2 separate regions of the Zea mays genome follow, and region 1 is linked to region 2. The links are chromatin contacts, called in public Hi-C maps. All regions are on one chromosome and are shown on one strand. Each heading gives the region's core, a stretch centred on a gene start, on an enhancer-like site or on the middle of the called end of the contact. The rest is flanking DNA. Distances are from core to core; before and after follow the strand shown.

The links. Hi-C and Micro-C count contacts between places; a contact is called where the count stands out from the background.
Region 1: a Hi-C map of tassel shows a contact between it and region 2, with 2.1 times the contacts expected there. The contact joins the promoter of LOC100501888 here to the promoter of LOC100193896 in region 2. A contact is called at or near these places in 2 of 25 Hi-C or Micro-C datasets (leaf and tassel).

What each region holds. Positions count from the first base shown.
Region 1 is chr9:105,201,402-105,209,098 of Zm-B73-REFERENCE-NAM-5.0, reverse strand. LOC100501888 (AT-rich interactive domain-containing protein 3) reads left to right here and starts at 2,380. Exons shown (of 13, transcript NM_001196527.1): 1 at 2,380-3,086; 2 at 3,174-3,213; 3 at 4,330-4,382; 4 at 4,510-4,555; 5 at 4,941-5,033; 6 at 5,402-5,524; 7 at 5,605-5,653; 8 at 5,818-5,890; 9 at 6,092-6,158; 10 at 6,484-6,534; 11 at 6,922-7,014; 12 at 7,101-7,234. The coding sequence starts at 2,494. The coding sequence ends at 7,202.
Region 2 is chr9:104,994,413-105,002,121 of Zm-B73-REFERENCE-NAM-5.0, reverse strand. It overlaps LOC100193896 (NAD(P)-binding Rossmann-fold superfamily protein), which reads right to left and starts at 3,083. Exons shown (of 5, transcript NM_001138971.1): 1 at 2,924-3,083; 2 at 2,647-2,819; 3 at 2,351-2,536; 4 at 2,086-2,248; 5 at 1,417-2,020. The coding sequence starts at 3,059. The coding sequence ends at 1,827.

The sequences.
Region 1 (7,697 bases), core at 1,131-3,630, 210 kb before region 2:
TACGAGGGCCCTGGACCTTCCTTTTATAGATGTAAGGAGAGGGTCCAGGTGTACAATGGGGGTTGTAGCAATGTGCTAACGTGTCCGGCAGAGAGGAGCCAGAGCCCTATGTACATGCCGACGTGGCTGTCGGAGAGGTGTTAGTGCCCTGTGCATGTGATGTCGTGGCCGTCGGAGGAGCGCTTGAGCCCTGTAGAAGCATAACTGTCGGGGCTGTCGGGACCTTGCTGACGTCTCCTTGCTTCCGTAGGGGGCTGAGAACCGTCGTCGTCATGGGAGCACGCGGGGTGCCATCATTACTTGTTTACCGGGGTGAGCCAGATGGGACGCCGGTCTTATTCCCTGTAGCCTGAGCTAGCTAGGGGTAGGGTAATGATGTACCCCCCTATAACGTGGTCGGTCCGAGCCCAAGGTCGGGCGAGGCGGAGACCGTCTCCCGAGGTCGAGGTTGAGTCCGAGCTCTGGGGTCGGGCGAGGCGGAGACCGTCTTCCGAGGTCGAGGTTGAGTCCGAGCCCTGGGGTCGGGCGAGGCGGAGACCGTCTTCCGAGGTCGAGGTTGAGTCCGAGCCCTGGGGTCGGGCGAGGCGGAGACCGTCTTCCGAGGTTGAGGCGGGGGCCGAGCCCCGGGGTCGGGCGAGGCGGAGCTTCCTATGGCGCCTGAGGCTGGACTCGGCTGCTGTCAGCCTCACCCTGGCGGGTGGCACAGCAGTCGGAGCAGGGCAGACGACGCTGTTTTCCTGTCAGGTCAGTCAGTGGAGGGGCGAAGTGACTGCGGTCACTTTGGCCCTGCCGACTGAGGAACGCGCGTCAGGATAAGGTGTCAGACAATCCTTGCATTGAATGCTACTGTGATACAGTCGGTTGGCGAGGCGATCTGGCCAAGGTTGCTTCACTGCGAAGCCTGCCCGAGCTGGGCCTCGGGCGAGTCGATGGTGCGCCCGTTGCTTGAGGAGGCCCTCGGGCGAGGCGTGAATCCACCTGGGTCTACTGTTCCTGCCCGAGGCTGGGCTCGGGCGAGGCGAGATCGTGTCCCTTGAGTGGACGGAGCCTTGACCTGAATTGCGCCCATCAGGCTTTTGCAGCTTGTGCTGATGGTGATTACCAGCCGAGTTTAGGAGTCTTGGGGGTACCCCTAATTATGGTCCCCGACACCCTCAGAACAGGAAACCACCTAATCAGAGATTTCGTAGTCGTTGCACTATTCACTGTCACCGGACAATCTGGTACACTTGCGGACAAAAGGCAACCAGAGCCTTCCAAAACGGAGCTCCAACGGCTCCTAGGTCCCTTGGGGCTATAAAAGGGACCCCTAGGCGCATGGAGCTACCACCAAACATCTATTGAACATTCTACAACACCGAGACACCACATTCACGCCTTTGCTTCGCTAAATTGAGATTCGAGCAAGTGTTTTGAGCTGTTATTACGTTGTGTTGTCTCTTGTGCTCTCTCTCAGCTTGTGCGTGTGTTGCTATGATTTTGTCTCTTGTGTGTGTTTCTACTCCCCTTACTCTTGTGGTTTATTTGAGATCGGTTGTGTAAGGCGTGAGATACTCCAAATTGTGGAGATTCCTCACTTTTGGAATTTGCTATAAGGAACAGAACTGTGGTACTCAAGTTTGATCTTTGGATCATTTGAGAGGGGTTGAGTGCAACCCTTGTCCATTGAGACACCACAACGTGGACTAGACAAGCATTTTACGCTTGACCGAACCACGAGATAAAAATCGCTGTGTCACTGGTCTCTCTACTTTATTGCGATTCTATTTCTTCTAGCACTTTACTTCACTTTCATATTGCTCTAAGTTTAATACACATCTTGTAAGCGTAATTAAATGAACCTCTCCTCTCTCACTCTTCATTCGAACTTGGTTTTTGGTTTTACTAATTTATTTTAGACCAAGTTTATTTTGTTGAGCTATTTTTTACATTATCATCTATTCACCTACTCTAGTTGCTCTCAATAACTAATTTGACAACTCGTCCTTCTTCAGTTAGTAGGTAGTAATATCCGAGAAGGCTACGTTGCATGTGACATCATGTCGTATTGGGTTTGATAGTTTTCTCATGGCCATTTCAAGGTAATGATCAATGTCACTTAACGATACTCAAGGTTGGACTGCATGTTAAATTTAAAAGAAGTATAAAGAATTCTTTTAAAAGAGACGACCATGGAAACAAAAGAGTAGAGAGTAGAGAAGAGAGGAGATATGTGGTGTTTGATTTTCTGACCTGGGTAATTTTTTATGCTGTCAAGCAGTTGGAACTTGAAAACCTTGAATATGAATATGACAAATGGTGAAATGGGAGTAGCCCGCTAGCCCACGTAAGCACGGTTTCAGTTCAAAACCATTCTCCACTGTTGCTCCTGTCCTGTTCCTCCGCTTCCTCTGTCTCTGTCTCGTCGTCTCCCCCATCTGGCCATCTCCGGCTAGGGTTTGCCCTCCCACCACGTCCGAGGTCTAGCTCGTCTCCGCCACTGCCGGACCAAGGATGTCGCAAGAGCAAGGTATGGAGGAGCCGCCGCCGCAGGCGGTAGGCGAGGCACAATCGGCCGCCGATGTCCCCATGAGCGAGGCCGCAGCGGTGGAGGATGAGGATGAGGAACCCGTCATGGGGGAGGGGCAGGGCGGTGAAAGCGGGACCGCCGATGCCGTTGATTCCGTCAAGGCTTCAGTGAAGCCCGAAGCAGAGGGCGCGGAGGAAGGGGACAGAGAGGAGCTTAATGGTGGCCCGACGGCGGATTTGACTGACGAGGTTGTGAAATTGGAGAACGGGGATGGCCCCGTGCCGGTGGGTGGCTCCGCGGATGAGTGCGGAGCTGGAGATGGCGGTGTTGATAAGGGCCTGGTTGGTCAGAATGAGCCTGTTGTGAACCAGCTTGTGCTGGTGCAGGCTGAGGAGGAGCTGGCATTGTCTAAGATCTCAAACAGTTCCTTCATGTTCGATTACACCACTGGGGGTGATGACTCAGGGACTGAGGAGGAGCAGGCTGCCTTCATGAAGGAGCTGGAGCGTTTCCACAGGGAGAAAATGTTGGAGTTCAAGCCCCCTAAGTTTTATGGTGAAGGATTGAATTGCCTCAAGTAAGCAGACAAGCTACAAAATCTTTTTTTTTGTTCTGTTGTTATTGACCACACTGAATTAAGTAACTGTATCTTTGCTATCATTAGATTGTGGAGACAAGTTACTGGATTGGGTGGCTATGATCAGGTACTCATCTTGAATATTTATGCCTTTTTGGTTTCTTGAAGAAAACACAAATGATTCTATTCCTATGAGAATGGTTAAATTATGAGTTCTATTTGCACGACACATGTTCAGTCGTTAATAATTTTTCTGCTAAAAATGTACACAGTATGTCTGAACCTGTCTGTAGCAAAGTGCCTCTTGCTATAGTTTAATCCTGAGTTTCTCACCCTATGTCCCTTTGCTATATTGGTACTTAGCAACTCATACCCGTCTAACTTTGTACCTCAAGTATGAGTTAAGAATTTTGACTAGCGTGCCCAATTTTGTTCACAGTTGTTTTATTTGACCATTAGATTATCATAATTTTTTACTTAGCACAAAAGGTGTCAGCACTATTGTTTATCTGATTTCTCCCTTTTCTTTTCCAGAGTCGTACGAAACCATCATGTTAATTGATCATACTGTTGCTGTGATCTTCCTTTCACGTGGAACATGTTTAGCCTATTCACCTTGTTTGTATCATTTTGTGTCCATGTTAAAAGATTCTAGTCGATGTTCTAAAAGACTACTGTGTAGCCTGCCTATGAAACACTAGTGCTCCTGTGTGCCTCTGACAGTCAGATGCGCCATTCCTTCTCTTATTACCCTGGTTGGCACTGTTTTTTTACATGTATAGATTTCACTTTACCAAAAACAATATATAACAAAAGCAACGCTAAGTATCTCAATAGGGAACCAAAAATTAAGCATGATATTTGTATCCGAGAAAGCATCATTTGCAGAGTAAATAGCTATACTGCTAGTGACTTAGTGATGGAATGTAACCATGTCGTCTTTGTAGGCATAAACTATTAAATATGGTTTGCTTAAGTGGGAAACTTTTCTGTGTTGCTATTTTCTAACAAATTGACGACACATTTTTTCCTTGTGCCATTTTGACATTTGCTTTATTTTATTTCTTTGTATGGCAGTATGGCACTAAAATGTATCTGTTGATCTGTGGTCGTGACTATTTGTTCCCCTGTTTCTTGGAGAGTGGTTTTGGTTGATTAACTTTGCTGTATACTATTTTATTTGAGAAAGGGGAGGATATTTTGCCTCATATGCTTGCTAACTAGTTGCATCAACACTGAACAGGTGACATCATGCAAGCTGTGGCGTCAAGTGGGAGAGTCATTCAAACCTCCAAAGTATGCATTTAGTCTGCAACTCATTTTGATGATCCTCACAGTCATTTTAACAGAATTTGGAACAGGGTTCACATAAGGTCTTCTTTCTGTACTCTCTCCCATGATATGACCTGCATGTCTTATGCAGGACATGTACAACTGTTTCATGGACTTTCCGTAACTTCTATGAGAAGGTAATTTTACATTCATGGTTCCTGAGATACCTGTTCAACCTTTATAGCTTTTAGTTTCAGCACTGTTTTATCACTTGAGTGTTGCCATGTGGTACCTACTACCTACAATGACAGTTCATTGAATAGAAGCCTTTTTCATTTAAGCACATTCTTTGTCAGCATGTCAATTGAGTCTTGCCGGCTCAAATACATACCATTAATTTAGAAGTTTTACCAAGCTGTTAACATATGATTGTCCTGAATCTAATTTAATCTCCTTAATTGGTACATAGCTCGTAGCTGATCAAATTTAAGGTTGTGTTGTGGATTTTTCTTAGTGGCAGGGTTTGTAGCGCTAAATGGCCTGTTAAATGCTGTTTTTTATATTTTTTCCTCTCTTTTATAGGCACTCCTTGAATATGAGAAACACAAAATCGAAACAGGAGAGTTCCAAGTAGCTTCATCTGCTCTACCAGATCGAGTTGGTTCTGAGAGCCAGGTACAATTTTATGTGGCCTAGTATATAACTTGGCACAGGCTAGTTTCAAGGCTATGAAATTCATTCTAAATCAAAGATTACTCTTATAACATAGTTTAATTTATGGCGACAAAAGTTTGGTTATTAGAGAGTATCTCTAAATACATATCCACTGTAACCACTTTTTAAATTTAAAATTTTCATATAATTAGACTAATTATTGGTCAATGATAACAATTTGTGAATTTTTAGATACGTGTACGCCTTGTATTTCGGGACAGAGAAAGTACTGCTAAGTGCTGGCAGGATGTTCACGTAGTTGTGCTAAAACATGGGAAAGATGTGCAAGGAGGCTAAACTTTAGGCTGTATCACTGTATGTTTGCCCAGGTGGGTGGAAGCCACGTATCTGGTTCTGGAAGAGCCAGAAGAGAATCTGCAACTCGTGCAATGCAAGGCTGGCATTCTCACCGCCTACTAGGCAATGGTGAAAATGCTGATCCTATAATTAAGGTATTTGTTGTTTTCAAATCAAGGGTCACTAGTGATCTTCATTTCGTTGTATAATAATATGTTTTTTAATTTTTCCCTAGGATAAAGGGCCTATTGTCTTAAAGAAGGATAAAACTCCTAAAAGCAGTGGTACCTTTCTGGATTATGTTTCATTTGACTTCCATTATGCCATTACTTGCTAATTGTTGTGAGTGGATTGGGTCTTGGAGAGTTCTCTTGACCTTCGAAATGAAATGAAATGCAGCTCTCACGCATCATACGATAAAAAGTTACTAATCCTTGGATCTGTGTAGGTTCTGCCAAGAGGAAAAGGATACCATCCCTTGAAGATGACATGGTGATACCTTATAAATCCGATAAGCTACAGTAAAGCCCTGTCCACTTATAATATTCACGCAAACCCTGCATTCCATTTTCCTATCTATTGCTGTTAAAAAATCAGTGAGAATTTCAACACTGCTTCACATAATTAGCTTCATTCTGTTCTTTTGCATGGATAGTACTAGTCCTTGTTCCTCCTTCCTCCTTGGACTTCGATTGATTTCATGAAATATTGCTATCTGACAGAAATGACTCAATGGTTATTGACATGGGCCCTCCTGCTGATTGGGTGAAAATAAATGTTAGGAAAACCGTGAGTATATGTATATCACCTTTATCTGTTGTTAAATCTTATAGCTCTATGCTGTTTCTTATTTGTTTGTTGTTTCCTCATAGTTCTCAGTTCCGTTAATTCCTGAAGCAAAATTTGGAGTGTTGAATGCCAGTGAATGTGTGAACTGCTGATTCTTTATGAAATGTATATATCTCAGGTCCTGTGGTTATTATGGAATTTTCATAAAGAATATAGGCTAACGGCTAACCAGGAATTAGTGAAACTACAATGACTTGAGGGCATTTTGTGAAAGAGGTTATGTTTTAGTTAATTATTTTATTTCATTCTATTTTATTTCTTGCAGAAAGATTGCTATGAAGTCTATGCATTGGTTCCTGGCCTTCTGCGTGAAGAGGTAAGTAAATGCAAATCTTTTTTAATGGTTGTTTTTTGTCCTTCATGTTGAAGTGTATAAGTGGATTGACTACCTTCTCCCTTCAGCTTAATCTTTTGAGTTGAACTGGTTAGTGCGTCCACTCTAACATGGTATCAAAGGCCGAGGTCTTGAGTTCGAATCCCGGTAGATGCTTTATTTGTGCCTTTATCCATTTATTTTCACGTTTGCGCCTTTCTCTCTGGCTGAACGTGAGTGGGGGTGTTGAAGTGTATAAGTGGATAAACTACCTTCTCCCATCATCTTAAACTTTTGGGTTGAATTGGTCCGTGCGTCCACTCTAACATTTCAATCATGATGTCTTATGTGCTGCAAAAGTTGGAGTGGCTGATGCATGTTTTGATGCAGGTACATGTTCAGTCTGACCCTGCTGGTCGTTTGATAGTTACTGGAGAGCCCGAGCAATTGGATAACCCATGGGGTGTCACTCCATTCAAGAAGGTCTGTCAGCTGTTTGAATGGTATCTGATGCATGTTTTTCGCTTTTAAGGATATACTCCTTAATGAAACTTCTACATCCTTTGCAGGTCATTAGGTTGCCTTCCCGCATTGATCCTCACCAAACCTCTGCAGTTGTCACCCTCCATGGGCAGCTATTTGTGCGTGCACCATTTGAACAATCAAAATAATGTTGATGCCACAATGAAGCACAATACTACAAGTACGCCCTAGTTTCCAATGGTAGACTGCTAGGCCTATGTTTTATCACTCTGAATCTGAAACTGTCATTTTAAAAAATGGATACTAAACTGGAGCGATGCATAATTGATTATTTTAATACACCCTCCGTCCCAAAATAAGTGCACATCTCGCACTTCGAGAAGTCAATAAATTCTAAGTTTGACCAAGTATAAAAATGTGTTTATGTTTATAGTCTCAAACAAACACAATTAGACAAATCACATCATATGTTTTCATAGCAAACCTATTTAAAGATACAAATGTTAATATTATTTTCTAAAAATCTAGTCAAACTTTGAAAATGTTTGATTCCACGAAGTATGCGATGTGCGCTTATTTTGGCACAGAGAGTAAGACTATACACCTCTGAATTATTGTTTGTATTGAATTCAAGTTTTTTTTTCTTTCGAACATATATTATGAAGAGAAAGAAAGGTCTAAAA
Region 2 (7,709 bases), core at 1,834-4,333:
AGTCTAGCAATAGGACATTGATTAATTTGATAAAAAAGAAAATATCTAATAATCCTAAACATTGGCATAAGATTTTGTCCGAAGCTTTATGGGCTCATAGAATATCTAAACATAGTGCTACTAAAGTATCTCCTTTTGAGCTTGTATATGGGCAGGAAGCAGTATTGGTTGTGGAAATAAGTTTGAATGCTGTCAGGTTCGCCAGACAAAATGATCTAACTATCACTGATTATTATAATTCAATGATGGATAATATTGATGAGGTGACCGACAAGAGGGTGATAGCTTTGGGAGCAATAGAAAAGGACAAGATTATGGTAGCCAGGGCCTACAATAAGAAGGTCAAAGCAAAGTCATTTCAAGTAGGGGATCTAGTGTGGAAGACCATCTTGCCTCTAAGGAATAAAGACCGGAAGTTTGGGAAATGGTCGCCAAGCTGGGAGGGTCCTTATAAAGTAAAACAGGTAATGTCTGGTAACGCCTATTTGCTACAAACATTACAAGGCAAGGATTTACCAAAGGCTTTGAATGGGCGTTTCCTCAAACAGTACCATCCTAGTATGTGGCAAGATGCCTAAGAGAACCGATGTGATCACATCGAGTTAGTTGCTTTTGGTTCGCCCAGCTCCACCAAAAGGCAGGGGGGCATATGTTTGAACCAGAAATGAGCAAGCGGACGGTCCGGCCCTGAGGCCGGACGGTCCGCAGTCCGGACGGTCCGCGCGTGCGCAGAACAGATTAGGGTTCCGAGTTTTGTGCTACGGTTGTTAGCTATATTCGCGGGATTAGCTCGGAATCAGTTGTGTAAAGGGTCCAGCCCCCCTCCCCTATAAATAGAGAGGTCTACGGCCGATTTGTAATAAACAATCGAATCAATACAACTTTTATTCGTATTTTATCCTAGGAGTAGTTCTAGTCTAGTTTAGGTTTAGCCTCTCAATTCCCAAATTCTTCGCCTCTCTTTGACTCTACGCCGATTGGAGGAGTCTAGGTCGGCCGGCCCGAGCCTAGACAACCCCTAGGATCTCTCCTTCCCGACGGGGTCCCTCCCGGGAGCGAGATCCAGGCCGCCGTCGACGACTTCCGCCGCCCCTGCGCACGCGCAGACCGTCCGGCCCCAGGGCGCGGACCGTCCGGCCGTCAGGCAGGAAACCTTAGCCCCTGCGCCAGGTCGCGGACCGTCCGATCCCAGGCCGCGGACCGTCCGCGCCTGACCAGAGAGCACCGCCGCCGGTTCTTCTTAAGTATTTGGCGCTCCGAAAAGGCGTCAACACATACCGTGCATTTTATGGTTGTGAGCGTCGTGTTTCATATGTCTTTTAGTTCAGAGCCACCATTTCTCATATGTTTCAAAAGCAACAAGGCATTAAACTAAAACACCGTTAAGTATTTCCACAAAATAAAACAGCGTTAAGTAACAATGCCGCTATAATACACGGCAAACTTTGTCGCTTTTGCTTTTTTTATTACATTATCCGAGGACGTCGGGATGCTCTTGCACAAGACAGCAACTTCGGTTTACAAAATGCGAAGGTCATCCAGGAATAGGGCGCTGCCTGTTCTGTTCAATCCACCAGGACACCTGCCGCCTTGAAGGATTCAACGCTGTCCCTGAGGCTCTCCTCCAGAGTCCGGAATTTCCAGCCCAGCGCCTGCAGCTTCTTGGAGCTGAACAAAGGCTCATCGCTCACCTGCACGAACCTGTGCCATGCACTTTGCCCTTGATCACAATGCAACCTACTATGCACTAGCAGCTTGCGATTCATCAAGCACTGATAGCTTGACTAACACAACACAAGCATATAGCTTCTGCAGTATGTTTCTGCTTACTTGGTGGCAGCATGACTGTAGGCAGGGTACCAGTCCTTGAGCAGCGCTACGACCTCAGACATCTGCCTTGCATTTGCGTCGCAGATGTACCGTCCAGACGCCTCCGGAGTCTCGTACACCAGGAGCAGAGCGTCGGCGACGTCGCGGACGTCCACGAAGTTCCTCAGCTTCAGCTTCACCTCACGATCTCCTGCAGGAGATGGAGCGTTAGTGAGCGCGAGGATTCCTACTAGTAGATAGTAGTTCAGTACGTACCTTTCAAGCAATCGACTATGACGGAGCTGCTTGCGTTCACCGTCGACTGCAGCAAGGGCCCGATCACCAGCGACGGGCAGACGGACACCACGTCTAGTCCACTCCTCTTTGCGTAATCAAGCGCTTCCAGCTCCGCGAGTGTCTTGGAGAGACAGTACCAGTTCTGGCAGAGGAGCGACGGGAGGAGACAGAAAGGTGAGGGCGGGGATGAGAGGAACAGGCTCAACAGGGTGCCGTGCCAAGCTTTTTTTTTCTGTCACCTGACCTGAGTGGTTCTGCAGAATTCGACGTCGGACCAACAAGCCTCGTCCATGGCCTCGTTCTGGGGCCAGCCAGGGTTCACCATCACGGCGGCCACCGACGACACCACGACGACCCTCTTCACCTTGGCCTCCGAGCACGCCTTCAGGACGTTCTTGGTGCCCGTCACGGCCGGAGCGAGCAGCTCTACCTGCAGCAAGATGTTGGTGTCGGCCAATAAAGACTGAACGTCTGAACGGACGCATGGCGAAGCCGAAGGAAGAAATTAAGAGGGCAGCAGCGGGAGCTGAGGTGTGGTGCCTCGGGGTCACCGATTGGATAGGTCATGGGGACTGGGGACGCGACGTGGAAGACGCCGTCGCAGCCGGCGATGGCCGCCGCCACGCTGCCGTAGTCGAGCAATTCGGCCCTGAACAGGCGCAGCCGGTCCGCGGCGCCGTCCATCGCCGCCAGGTGCGCGTTCTTGGCGTCGCCTGCGCGCCACGCCACGCACGTTATCCACATGTCGGCACGCCGCACGCACGCACGCGCCAGTTCACCGGCCGGGAGCAAGAAGACAAGAGCAAGGGTTTCGTACCCGGATCACGGACGGTGCCATGGACCATGTATCGGCCGCCGGCGAGGAGGCGCTCGACGAGCCACGAGGCCACGAAGCCGCCCGCGCCGGTCACGCACACCGCCGGCCTCGTCCTGATCCCCGCTGCGCCTTCCATTGGTACCGATCACGACCGACGGACTCGTCTTGTTTTCCTTCACCGATTCGGGTATCGAGAGGATTATTACTTGTTAGCCGATTTGAGATACTCCTATTGACCTCGTGCAGATTTGGGTAGTTGACAACTTGTTGCTAGCGACGTCCTGATTCCTGAACAGATATAGCACACTGATTGGGCAGAGAACTGGAGGTGATCCTGTGTGCATATGGTACTTTGTGCTCAGGGCCGAGGCTGCGTGCCGCACACAGTGGCGTGCCGCCCGTGCCTTGGTGCGAGCCAAAACTAGTTAGAGCATCCCCGCGGGGTTTAAAAAACGTCCCTAAAATTAATTTGAGGTGTTAGTAACCAAAAATTATCTCCAACAGTTTTTAAATAAGATTGGCAAATATACCAATTTTTAAACATCTCTATGCTGACGTGGTGTAGCCTATGCTGTCGTGCATCTTGTCGCATGCACAGTCGTCCATGAGCTGCTCCTCACTATTGGCCACTGTCACCGTCTGCACCTTGGCTTAGAGCCTTAGACTAGATCTAAGAAGAACCTCTAAAGAGTTATGTACCCTAAATTTAGGGGGTGTTTGGTTTAAGGAATCATTACATCCAAATTGAGATGGTGCATCATGAGTTCATTCCTTAAATTTGGTGGGATGGCCATATTCCTGATATTAGTACTAACTAACTAACTATGAGGAATGAAGTGGTGATGGATCAACTAATTCCATTCCACAAACCAAACAAAAATAGTGAGGAGTGAGAAGATGATGGATTAGCTAATTCCTCAAACCAAACACCCTATTAGAGAATAAGGTCGTCCTCTACTATGTCCCTGTTTGAGAGAGCTTCACTTCAAGAATTTCAATTTCGTTCTAACTTCTTCAACCCAAACAGGTCCAGCTCCACGAGCTTTAGTTTAAAAAAAATCGAAACTAGAGGCCTGTTTCATGAAATTTATGAAGCTCCTTAGAGGGTGCTTCAAAAACACTGTTTTTATATCTCCTCATAGAGATGGCCAAACGGGCCGCCCGGCCCGACCCGGCTCGGGCCTAGTGAAGCCCGGCCCGTTTTGGGCCCGGCCCGCCAGGCACGGTTAGAAAACCGGGCCGGGCCGGCTAAGCACGCGGGCTCAATTCCCTGTCTGAGCCTGGCCCGCAGCGGGCCTAAACGGGCCGGGCCGACCCGTTTAGCATGAAAAAAGCGGGCCGAAAAGCGGGCTATGCGGGCCGAAAAGCACGTTTTAGTGTAAAAAAACGGGCTTAACGGGCTTAGAGCTAAACGGGTCGTGCCGGGCTAGCCCACCGTGCCTAGTTTCCTGTCCGAGCCCGGCCCGCTTATTCGTGTCGGGCCGGCCCGGGCCCACATATAACCGGGCCGTGCCGGGCTCGGACCGGGCCCAAAAAACGGGCTTCGTGCCAGGCTTATGGGCCTCGTGCTTATTGGACATCTATATCTCCTCATGAAGCTGTACGAAAATTACCCACCATGCCACCGGTTACGCAACATACAACTTCCGTTCTCTCTGGCGACAACACACTAATGATCAAGGGTAATCAAGGAAACCCACACAAATCAATTGTACTATAGAAGTTGGAGTCCATATACAAACCAAACGCTCCTAGAACTCACCTTAACAATTTGCTGGAGCTGTTTTATAGTGAAACTGGAAAACCAAAGCTGAAGTTTTTGAAGCAAAGCTCTCTCAAACAGGCCCTATATCCAGCAGCGTCCTCTAAACGATCGTCTAAATTTAGAGAACATTTCTGGATCCTCTATATATAGAGTTTCTCTAAACTATCCTCTATCCATTTAAATATTTTAAACAACCGGTTTAGCAAAACTAAAATATGTACAATACATTTGAGAGTATGATAAATACGTATGTATAAAAACTAAAAATAAAAAATATCTCTAAATAGGTATTTACGTATAGAGTACGCGATTTAGAGGACGTTATTGGAGAGAAAGAAGATACATTGGATAAAATTTTTTAAAGCAGACTGTAAAAGACGGATATAGAGAATGGATATAGAGGACGTTGATCGAGAGTCTTAGAGGGAGTCCGTGTCGCGCCATTGCAGCTATTGGTTGATGGGAGTTTTCCATATAGACCGAACGCTTTTTTTGGCTGTTGTGAATTACATTCTAATAATCATAATTTAGGCAAGCTAATATGATTTTATAATATAGGGGAAAAATATCTTGTACAATCAGTTATATTGAGGGTGCAATTAAGCAATCTAGTGCATTTAATCTAGATCAAATGATGATTTTTATTTTACATCTAACCCCCTTTCACCTGAAACCTAGTACCTATTTTATTTTTTAACCCCTTCCATATAAAACCATTGGATCTATATTGAACGTTTTGGATGGTTTGATTGCACGCTTGTACCAAATGAGTGATTGCACATGATATGTCTCTTTATATAGAATATATTTGTACTCTTGACTATATGAGAGAGATATATATGCTACATTTCTAAACCGAAGACGGTGAACGGTGTTAAAGTTATAGAGTAGATACATAGACTGGCAATACATAAAAAACAATTTTCATCCATCATCCTATAAATCTAGGATAGACTTATATATCTAAACTTAGTGATAGAATGTCAAATTTCAAACCAAATAATCTGCTCTAGTAAATTCCACTTCCTTCAAAATGCAACGCCCACAGCGATCTAAACGCCCACAAGCGAAAACACTACAATATATTAACATATAATACGTTAGAGTGTATCGAAATAGTTGATTATTACTCCTAGAAATATAAAGCAATATAATGAATATCCTTGCATATGCATCTGGCTGCAATGGAGGCGACGGGAGACGAACATTGCGCGGCGGGTGTGGGTGCTTTTTAAAATATTTAAACCATTTTTGTTTACCGCTGGTTCTAAGCTGGCGATCATGATGAAGATCATCACCGTTGCTAAATCTGTTGATTCATGATATTCAAACTAAAGACTCCAACGATAACATACCTTCAATTTACAGAGGACATGCGGTGCAAGACTGACGGTCGGGCGGTCGCGGCCGCTCGCGGTGCCGACTTCCCTGGCGGCGGGGCCTCCGCTCCTTCTCCCGGCGCCGCCAGCTTTTCGGTCTCCTCAGATCTGGTGGGGCTGGCCTTACTCGTCTGGTGCCGCCTTCGTCTCCTGCCTTCCGCGTTCGTCTTCCCGTGAAGCAAGACAATGGTTATTTTGAAGATCCGGTAGGGCCGCTCTGGCAGCACTCTCCAACGGCGGTAAGTTTTTGGGGGTCTGTTCCTTGCCATCCGCACCACTCCAAGCCGGCAATTCGCAAATCTTGTCAAGATATTCAGATTTGTGGGGATGGTTTATCGTCTTCTCTGGGGGGCCTACTGGGAATCGATGTCTCCAGATCTGCTAAGTCGCCTGCGGATTCTAGAATCGGAGATGGGATTCGCTCTTCTCAGACTTTATTGGCAGATCCTTTACAGCGGATTCCTTGCTCGGAGAAGATGAAATGGTCAGCGGACGGCCCGTCGATCTTGTAGCAGAAATTCAACTCCTCTGCCGCAGTGAATGCAAACAGTGCCCTTTTCCATCAGCCTGCGGCGGGCGGCGTCGATTCTGGGTCGTCCGGTCTGCTCCAATTCAATGGGCGCGAGTCTGCCTCGATGCGACTGGATGACGCTGGTTGGTCTGTAGTAAAACCAAAGTTCTAGTGGCGTAAAAACTTTGCAGATCCTTGGAGATCCTCACAGTTATTGGATGACAAGGCCTCCCGTCTCTTCAAACTGAAGCTTCAAGATAAATGCTACAACTGTCTCTCTCCAGGCCATCTTGCCTTCCACTGCTCGGCTCCTTCGCGATGTTGGTTCTGCCTGCTACCTGGGCACCGGGCTAGGTCTTGCCCTCGTAGAGGTGCTCAGAGGAAATTGAATCCACCTTTCGCCAGTCTAGAACCAGAGAGGCACTCATTGCAGGGTACTGGCAGGTTTAATTATTCGCAGCAGCAGCACAACTCCTGTACTGAGCTTCATCTACAAAAGCAGGAGAAGCATTCGGCTTCCATTCATAGACTCCCTCAAGAAAACCTATCTGCAGGCTTTGCAAGAGAGCCCTGGCATGGAAGCCCGTTACCCAGGTGATCCTCGGGGGAGGCCAGCTCGTGCGGGCTTTGCCATCTCGGCGACGGGACCAATTCGACGACGCAGGGACGATCTGATCAGCAAGACGGTGGTCTGTTCCTTCGATGGTAACAATCATGAGGTTGACTCTCTGTTCGCTGGGGATATGCTGCGCGAAAAATTCAATCTTCAACATGGTCAATATCAGCTTGTCAAACACTTTCCTGAGCAGTTTCTGATCATTTTCTCTGATCCAAGATCTAAGTAGTGGGCAGTTGACCGAAGGACTGTTTCTTATCGTGGTCGGGTCTTTCATTTCGGTGACTGGTCAGAGGATAGCTACGCTAGAGAAACCAGTTTTGAGTTCAGAGTCAAAGTTAGGGTAGAAGGGATCCCTATCCACTGTTGGGGCGAGGATGTTGCAGCAAGGGCATTGGGTAGAAGTTGTGCTATTCACTTCGTTCAGGAGAGCTCTAGACGTAGAGAGCGCACTAGGTCCTTTGATCTGTGGGCCTGGTGCTCTGATCCCTGTGATATTCCTAAGGAAGTGTGGC